3 separate regions of the Mus musculus genome follow, and regions 1 and 2 are each linked to region 3. The links are chromatin contacts, called in public ChIA-PET maps. All regions are on one chromosome and are shown on one strand. Each heading gives the region's core, a stretch centred on a gene start, on an enhancer-like site or on the middle of the called end of the contact. The rest is flanking DNA. Distances are from core to core; before and after follow the strand shown.

Region 1 (2,700 bases), core at 97-2,596, 320 kb before region 3:
AAAAACCGAAGTCTGTCTGTCTGTCTGTCTCTCTCTCACACACACACACACACACACACACACACTTCAACAATAAGGAACAAAAGTATGTTGTTTGTTAAAGAAAATCTTAAGCCGGGCAGTGGTGGTGCACGCCTTTAATCCCAGCTCTTGGGAGGCAGAGGCAGAGGCAGGCAGATTTCTGAGTTCCAGGCCAGCCTGGTCTACAAAGTGAGTTCCAGGACAGCCAGGGCTACACAGAGAAACCCTGTCTTGAAAAACAAACAAACAAACAAAATTAGAAAATCTTTATAACACATGCTTTCTCTCATGTGGAATCTCTCTCTTTTTCTCTTTCTCTCTTTAATAAAGAGAAAGTTCGGAGCCTGCAAGATGTGCAAGATACTTTTTGTTGTCAAGCCTTAAGGAGTTCAATCCTGGGCCCCATATGGTGGGAGAAGAGAATCCCTCCTACAAGCTGTACTCTGACCTCTACACATGAACTCCGGTACTCGAGCCCAGAGATAGACACATATATGTAAATAAAGGTTTTCAAAAAGATAGGGGGAGACGACAAGAAAGTATAGCAGGGTACTATCTGGAAGGATGGGAGAGACCAGGTACACTCTGTGTGTGTAGATTTCAAACTACATAACGAAGCCCATGATTTTGTAAAATCAGCATATATGTTCAAAAGACACCAGCCAGTAGCGAACACTGACGTCAAAGCAAAAGCGCATCATCTACACTACTTCGGCAATCGCTGCATCACCTGCTAACGACGCCTAGCATCTACACCGCCCGGATGAGGAGGCTGCAGCCCTCCGCTGTTTAACAGTGCTTGGTTTTGATTTCTGTTGCTTTGGGGTAGACGAACAGTACTGGGAAACCCGCAGCTGAGCAAGGCACGCACCAAGGCGGGCCTAGGCTGCCCCAGCCCAGCGTACAGCACCGCAGTGTTCTCAGCCCCCACCCCGGGCGGAGGGTGGGCGGCACGGGCTCCCAGGGACGGTCGCTTACCTATTATGGGCACCTCTGCGATGAAGACCCTCCGAATGGAATTGGCCACCCTACAGGAGGAAAGACAGGCGGTGTGAGCGGCCCCGAAGCCACAGCCCCGGGGTCAGGAGCTCGAGGACCCGGCCGCCCGCCCGCCTCTCCCCTCGCCGCCTTACGCCAGGTCCGTGTTCTCGATAATGAACTTGACGTTCTCTTCGGTGAGTTCCGTGATCCGCACTGTTGGCTGGTTGGCGTACGGCATCGCGACCCTCCGCCAGGCTCCCGCGCCAGCCGCACAGCGCGCCTGCGCGGCCACCAGCAGTTTGTCGGCGGGGCAATCGGCGCTTCCGGCTAGTCGCGGGCGCAGCGCCACCTGCTGACCGGAGGCCGGAACTCTCCTGGCCTGTGTTTTCTAACCACACCGGCGCCAAAATGCATTGGTCCTATACTCTTGAAATCCCCAAGATATACAGCACAAAAATTAAATGTACAGGGTCATTCATGCCAACGTTATTTATAACTGCTAAAAATAACGCATTAGGCAATGATCGATAGAGACTTGGTTAAACTTACATACGGGGCTGGAGATACGGCATTGGGGATAAGAGCACTGGCTGTTCTTATGTAAGACTTGGATTGTATTCCCAGCACCCATATGATGCCTAACATCTTTAGCTTCAGTTTCTGAGGAAACTCTCTCCTGGTATCTGAGGGCACCAGGTATTCACATGGTGCACAAATATACATGCAAGCAAAACATCCTTATACATAAAAATAATTTTTAAAATACATAGGAATACAATGAAACCTTAAAAAAAACCATTAAAAAGTTGTACATCTATACATGAACAAAATGGCTAGGGAGGTGACTCAAGCATGCAAGACGACTGATAGGTTATTTCTCTGCTGGTAAAATGAGCCAATTCAAGACAGATTAGAATATATTAAAAGGCAGGTTTATTGGGAAGCTGCTCTCAGGTGAGTTCACTGGCCTTAAGAACAGAGGCCGGGGAACCGCCATGGGAAGGGCAGAGAGGGAGAAGAGAAAGGGCCTGGGGCAGGGGGAGGGAGATAGATCGATCCAGAGAGCAAGAGCAAAATGTCTGGATTCTATAGGGAAGAACCTCTTGGGGAAGGGCAGCCCAGCCTCTGGGCTGGAAAGTTCAGGGTGGAGGCAGAGCATGCCAGGTGGGGACTGAAGGATGCTGGGAGAACCTGGAGGCCAGGTCTGCTTTGACGGGTAAAATATGCACCTCAGTCACTTGTTCCAGGGTGCGAAGCCAAACCCTGATGTGCAAGGACACAAGGTCAAATTCTCAGAACACCTGTAAAGAGGCATGGTAATGCAAGAGTCTAATCTTAGGCTCCTGTGAGTAGGAAGATGGAGAGAAGAATCCCCTGGATGCTCTCAGGACAGTTAGATAACACACAAAGAAGCAAACAAGAGACCCACATCCGAGCTAATGTCAGAGAGAGTACTGTAATGCATACACAAGAAAAACAAAACCCATGTTTTTTTGTTTGTTTGTTTTTGTTTTTGTTTTTCAAGACAGGGTTTCTCTGTATAGCTCTGGCTGTCCTGGAACTCACTTTGTAGACCAGGCTGGCCTCGAACTCAGAAATCCGCCTGCCTCTGCCTCTGCCTCCCAAGTGCTGGGATTAAAGGTGTGTGCCACCACGCCTGGCTTTTTTTAAAATTTTTTTTTAAATGTATTTCTATTT
Region 2 (2,700 bases), core at 72-2,571, 340 kb before region 3:
AAGAAAGAAAGAAAGAAAGAAAGAAAGAAAAGGGAATTAGCACAGTGGGTAGAAGTAGATATTGAGTAAAAATTTTGAAAGAGAATGAAGTTTAGGAATCCCACTTAGAGATGATACTTCTAAATTTCATTATATTATTACAATTAATTTGCAGTTCAGGGGATTGAACCTAGAGAAGGTTCCTTCCTTCCTTCCTTCCTTCCTTCCTTCCTTCCTTCCTTCCCTCCCCCCTCCTCTCTCTCTCTCTTTCTTTTCTTCTTTCTTTCTTTCTTTCTTTCTTTCTTTCTTTCTTTCTTTCTTTCTTTCTTTCTTTCTTTTTGTTTCTTTCTTTCTCCCCCCCTCTCTTTTTCTTTCTTTCTTAAGTAGGATCTCACTAAGGCTGGCCTTGAACTCATCAGCTTCCTGCCTCAGCATGGGATTATAGACAAGTACTACTAGGCCAGGCTAAGAGGCCTCTTTTTGTTGAAACTCTCTTTTTTTCTCTGTGGCCATACAGCTTCTCTAGCAGTGTCCCAGGATGAAAGCAGTTCACTCTGAGGGCTTGAGAGCTGAGGACTTTATGAGCTGCTGTTTGAAGTAAAGCAGAGGGTCAAGTTTGGAAGCTGCATGGGAAGGTCAGGAGGTCATGGGAAGGTCAGGAGGTTCAGTTTAGCATCCAGGAAGAAGAAAGCCATTTCCTGTCCTATAGCCCCGTGGCTTCCACTTAACACACACTTTAGTGACAATCCTGGGACATTTTAAGCGGACAGAAAATGGCTCCTTTACTTTGCTGGACAAGGCTGAGTCTCTAGTGTTCCGGCAGAGGGGGTGGGGAGGTAGGGTTGGGAGGATACGGGGCAGGGGATATACATGCGTGGGTACTGGGTTCTTGATTCCTTCATGCATTAGGCTAATCTCTCACAGAGTGCAGCTGAGTGTGCGATTGGGGAAGTGGGGCAGGTACTGAGCAGGACTGGATGGTAGCAAAGTGTATGTCTAGCAGGGTACTGACTCTTGATGTTGGGAGGTGAGGTTCAAGGACTGGGAGTTGATATAGGGTTCAGCCTCCAGCAGATGCAAGACCACGTGGGTTTGAGTTTTAGAGCTCAGGGAGGAGCTGGTGCGACTGAGGTGGGTACTAGAAGTGAGCAGAGGGCTAGACTGCCAGGCGGAAATTTCTGTCCTAGTAATAAGACTTTGGCAGGACTCCGGGACGAGGCGTGGCTCCGAGAAGGGGCGTGGCACGATGCCAGGGATGGGCGGGGGCGTGGCGGTGGGGCGTGGCGCGGCGCCAGGGCGGCGCGGGGCGTGGCCTCAAGGGGCGTGGCGTCGCGGATCAGCAGAACCAGCTACCTCCCGAGTCTCCTCTGGATCCGGAGCTGGCGGCTGCGCTTCACTTCTAGCTTACAACCAGAGCCGCGCGCCGCCACCCTACCTTCCCCTCCCGGCCGCGCCGAGACGCGGGCATGAGCCCGCCCCGCGTCCCGCGGAGCCAGCGCCCCGGCCCGGGCCTCGGCGCCTAGGTAAATAGGGGAATACGAAGCGCGGGGGGGGGGGGGGATCCCTAGGCCTCACCGAGACGTGAGACTCCCGCAACTCTCATCCTGGGGCGCCTGTGGTCACCTCCGGAGCCCGCGGGCTCTCCCAGCTATGGGAGCGTCCTACTTTAAGGAAGGAGGACTCAGACGCGCCTCTCGAAGCCAGCGAGACCCTGAAACTCCCTGAGCCGTCCTCAACCAGCTCCCATCTCTAGGAAGCGCAGGTGTGAGTCTTACCTCACCTGTATTCCCCATGTAACCCATCAGAGAAACCCAGATCCCCGGTTCCCTGAGCCTCTTCCCGGAAGCAGCCTTCCTCGCCTTCCTGCTCCCCAAATTCCAAGAGACACTTTCCTTTTACTGCCTATCCGACCTGCAAGTGGCATTCCTATTCATTGCAGTCCTCCGGGCTAGCAGCCTCCTGCCTTAAAACCTTTCTCCTCTGGCTCTGGGAGTCTGTACACATTCTTTTGGAGACAGCTATCTGTCACAGCATAAGGACCGGAGTGGAGCCTTGGGCAGTCGGGAGTTCTGTGCAATCTGCCTGCGTGGAGCGGTGGGAGCAAAACAATTGCCAGACACTTGGATGGAGGGCTTTGATAAGACAGGGCAGCCAGGGGCCAGGTGTCAGCTCCAGCACATTCCAACAGCCTCCAGGGGCTGCGCTTCCTGCACATTCTTTGAGGGCCCTTTTCGGAGAAATGCAGGCTGCTGTGTAGGTATCCCAGGTAGGTCCCAGGAGCTGTGTCCCTCTCGCTCTGCTGCTAGTCTCTGTGCCTGGGTGCTGGGTATTCCTGGGCAGGGCACCAGGCTGGATGTGACCTCATCCAACAACCCCAGCCAAGGTGGGGCCCCTAGCCAGGCTCAGACAGTGTCAGCAGCAGCACAAGTCCCCTGAGGCAGCTTTGAACAAACTGTGGATCACGGACCCGGCTGGTTCTCCTGGACTTTGCTGGTCTTGCCAGTTGGCACCGAGATGTGGAGAAGTGGGAGCCCGCTGCCGCTTACACTCTCTGGAAGCAGAGCTGATAATGGTGTTGAAAGGATGGGGACAATGCTAGATATAATTAGTGTCCCTCCCTAGATTGGCATCCACTCTGTCCTTTATCAGTGTCCTGGTCACTGGGATGGAGCTATAGCTAGATAGAAGGGGCTTGGGAACTGTCATTGTAGGTGTCCCTAC
Region 3 (2,700 bases), core at 171-2,670:
TAGGAGTCAGTAGGCACCTCTGGCCCTGACTGCAATCCTGAAGCATCAGGGACCTTAAATTGTTTCTCCTGGACAGCAGCTTTCCTGACAAGAAGGAAGGATGACCAGGCCCTCCCACTTTGACGAGCCCACGTCAAATCCCTTCTGAGCCCATGGTGAGGGAGCTATATTCTGGAAGAGTTTAGCTCTGCCTGGAAGAAGGCAAAGGGAGGGGATCTCCCCAGGCTGGAAAGCAGGACCCTAACCCTGGACTAGGGAATTCTCAGCAGGAAGCCTGCCTAGCAACAATGCCTCCAAACAAAGATGCGGTAGACACCTCCAGGGGCAGTATAATACTCCTTTCTATCTCTGAGAGGGGCAGTATAATACCCCTTCCCATCTCTGCGTGACAGTTCCACACCCCTACATGATGGTGGTCTGTGGTCAGACAAAACAAAGGGCATCTGGGCTAATTCTCAAAGGCCTTTCCCCTTTCCCCTTCCCCCAGAATTCTTATAGGGCAGGAAGAATCAGAGTACAAGGAGGACCCTTTGAATGGCCACCCAGCTCCGGACTGCTATTGCACCTGTGACCTTGGGCACTCCCAGCCTCCTTTTGAGGTAGCCCCTTATCCAAAGACTAGTCAGCTGTACCAAAGACAGGATTCGGGAAGGGAGGGGAAGAGAAGGAAAAAGGAACATTAGTCTCCTTTATTTTTCCCAGGAGCACCATTGTGGGGATGGGGAAAAAAAGAAGGGCTTCTCGCTTCCTCCTCCACCCCTTGAAACACACAGGTGCCAGACAGCTTTTGCGCAAAAACTAGTTTGCAAACACACTCCGACTTCTGGAACGCCGCCCGGCACTATTCCCCATCTCTTCTCCCCAGTTGGAGCAGGGAGTCGGCCCTAGAGCTGATCCCGAGTAGCGCCAGGTCCTGGTCAGGGTGGGATCAAAGGGCGCGCTCGCCTCCAAACAATTGTGCTGGCGGCTGCGATCGCTAGCCCACAGCCGCCCTCTAGACATCTAACGGTGGAAGAGGGTCTCCTAAATAGCTAGCCAGTGTCCCCGAAGCCGCCCATCCTCCAGCCGCCCCCCGCAGACGGGCGCCCCCGCGTGGCCGGGTGGGAGCTGAGCCCCCCCCCCCCAGGCGTGCTGCGGGGGGCGGCGGCCAGGGACATCGGAGTCCCTTCGGCTGAACCCACTCCCCCTCCAAGCCCCAGGCCGAACTTGAGCGCACACAGTGCCCGGCCCGCCCTCGCCGCGGACCCCACTCACCGCGCTTTCCGCAGCCTCAGCGTGCTCCGGGCCGCCGGGGCATCCCCGGGCGCTGTGCTGTCGGCCGGGCGGCGGCGCGGGACAGGCTCAGGGCGCTACCCGCGCGGCCGTACCCACTCGTGCGCTCGCCCGGGCTGGGGCTGGCCCTCCTCGGGCCCCGGCTGCGGCGCGGGCTCCTCCCTCCAGTCGAGGGAGGATGTGGGCGGGAAGCGGGCGCGAGGCGGGCGCTTCCTGGAGGGGCGGCTCTCCGGGCTAAGCCGGAGCCTGTCCCGCTCCCGGCTGGTGGCCCGCGAGGACCTGGATGCAGCAGGCTGCCACTCCGAGCGATGCCGCGAATTCGCACCCAGCGCCGGGCCCGCCGCTCTGGGCGTCAGGCACCGCCGAGCTCCCCGCGTTGCGCTCCAGTTCAAGATGCGGGGACCCGGGGGTGCGATCTCCTGGTCCGCTAGACCCCCGGGGCGCCGCCCGCGGCTCTCACCCTAAAGCGCGCAGGGCTCAGCACGGAATCCTCGGGGAGACGCCCAGGACTTGCCTCCGAGCTGCGCACAAGAACCGCAGTGTTTTCTTTTTTCCTTTTTTATTTTATTATTATATATTTTTTAATTTCTTTCAATAGCGTTTTCTTGCCGCCTGAGACTGGGAAGATGACACATATTCCCGTGACAAAGACGATGAGATAAAGACGTTCGGAGTGGGGTTTGGGATCAACGGGAGAGTTGAGGCCTCCCCTCTGTGCAGCCAGCTTTTGAACCAGAGGCACCAGTTCTTAAGGGACTGTTTTGTCGCTGGGCAGCTGGTGGTCGCTCAGTGGTATTTTGTACCCTCGGAGCAAGTAAACCACTGGACATTACCACACGGAAGCTCTTTTAACCAGATTCTGTTGTGGGAGGTGTAGGGGGAGACATGGCTGTCCAGAGGTCTTAATAAGCATGGCCAAAGCCCTGGGCCCTGGTGTACAAGTCTCGGGATTGTGGGGCTGAGCGGTAAAGCCTTGCACTGAGGTTGTAGGTTTTCTATTCCAGACAGATAAGAGTTAATGCGGGAGACTCACGCTGCAGCTCTGAGCTCCCTCCACCTCTGAGTCACAGGCACTTTGCAGCCTTAGAAGGGCCCCCACTAAGCAGCCCTAGGGCACAGAGCTTTGTTCTCTCTGCCTGCCTGTCCCCGGAGCTTTCTGCTTTTCTCCAGATTCTCCTCGTCTTCTTGCGCAGAAAGTCCTCCATGCCCTCTGCTCAGCTCTGGGACAAAGCAACCTGTGGCGCCACTTAGAGCAGAGGTAGAAAATGGGGACCGCAACGTCTTCTTCCAGACTGTGAAGCAATGGCAGGTAGAAAAGTAGATGGATGAGAAGTTCAGGATGAAAGGCAATTAGCACAGAGACCCAACTCAGCTGTGGGACTTGACCAGCACTTTTCTAAGAACCCAGAAGAATATGGCGATTGGGGG

What was found. ChIA-PET counts read pairs in DNA pulled down with a chosen protein or histone mark.
Region 1: a contact with region 3 is called in an RNA polymerase II ChIA-PET map of memory CD8 T cells, with 35 read pairs. The contact joins the promoter of Polr2c here to the promoter of Cpne2 in region 3. A contact is called at or near these places in 14 of 39 promoter capture datasets (the 3T3-L1 cell line, the C10 cell line, the SN4741 cell line and 9 more), 1 of 115 datasets of contacts at active chromatin or transcription factors (memory CD8 T cells) and 2 of 9 other capture datasets (adipose tissue and liver).
Region 2: a contact with region 3 is called in an RNA polymerase II ChIA-PET map of effector CD8 T cells, with 6 read pairs. The contact joins the promoter of Dok4 here to the promoter of Cpne2 in region 3. A contact is called at or near these places in 6 of 39 promoter capture datasets (embryonic stem cells, hippocampal neurons, liver and 2 more) and 2 of 115 datasets of contacts at active chromatin or transcription factors (effector CD8 T cells and pancreatic cancer cells).

The regions. Positions count from the first base shown.
Region 1 is chr8:94,856,096-94,858,795 of GRCm38.p6, reverse strand. Polr2c (polymerase (RNA) II (DNA directed) polypeptide C) reads right to left here and starts at 1,346. Exons shown (of 9, transcript NM_009090.5): 1 at 1,155-1,346; 2 at 1,000-1,049. The coding sequence starts at 1,240.
Region 2 is chr8:94,874,933-94,877,632 of GRCm38.p6, reverse strand. Dok4 (docking protein 4) reads left to right here and starts at 1,321. Exons shown (of 9, transcript NM_053246.3): 1 at 1,321-1,502.
Region 3 is chr8:94,531,748-94,534,447 of GRCm38.p6, reverse strand. Cpne2 (copine II) reads right to left here and starts at 1,420. Exons shown (of 16, transcript NM_153507.2): 1 at 1,255-1,420.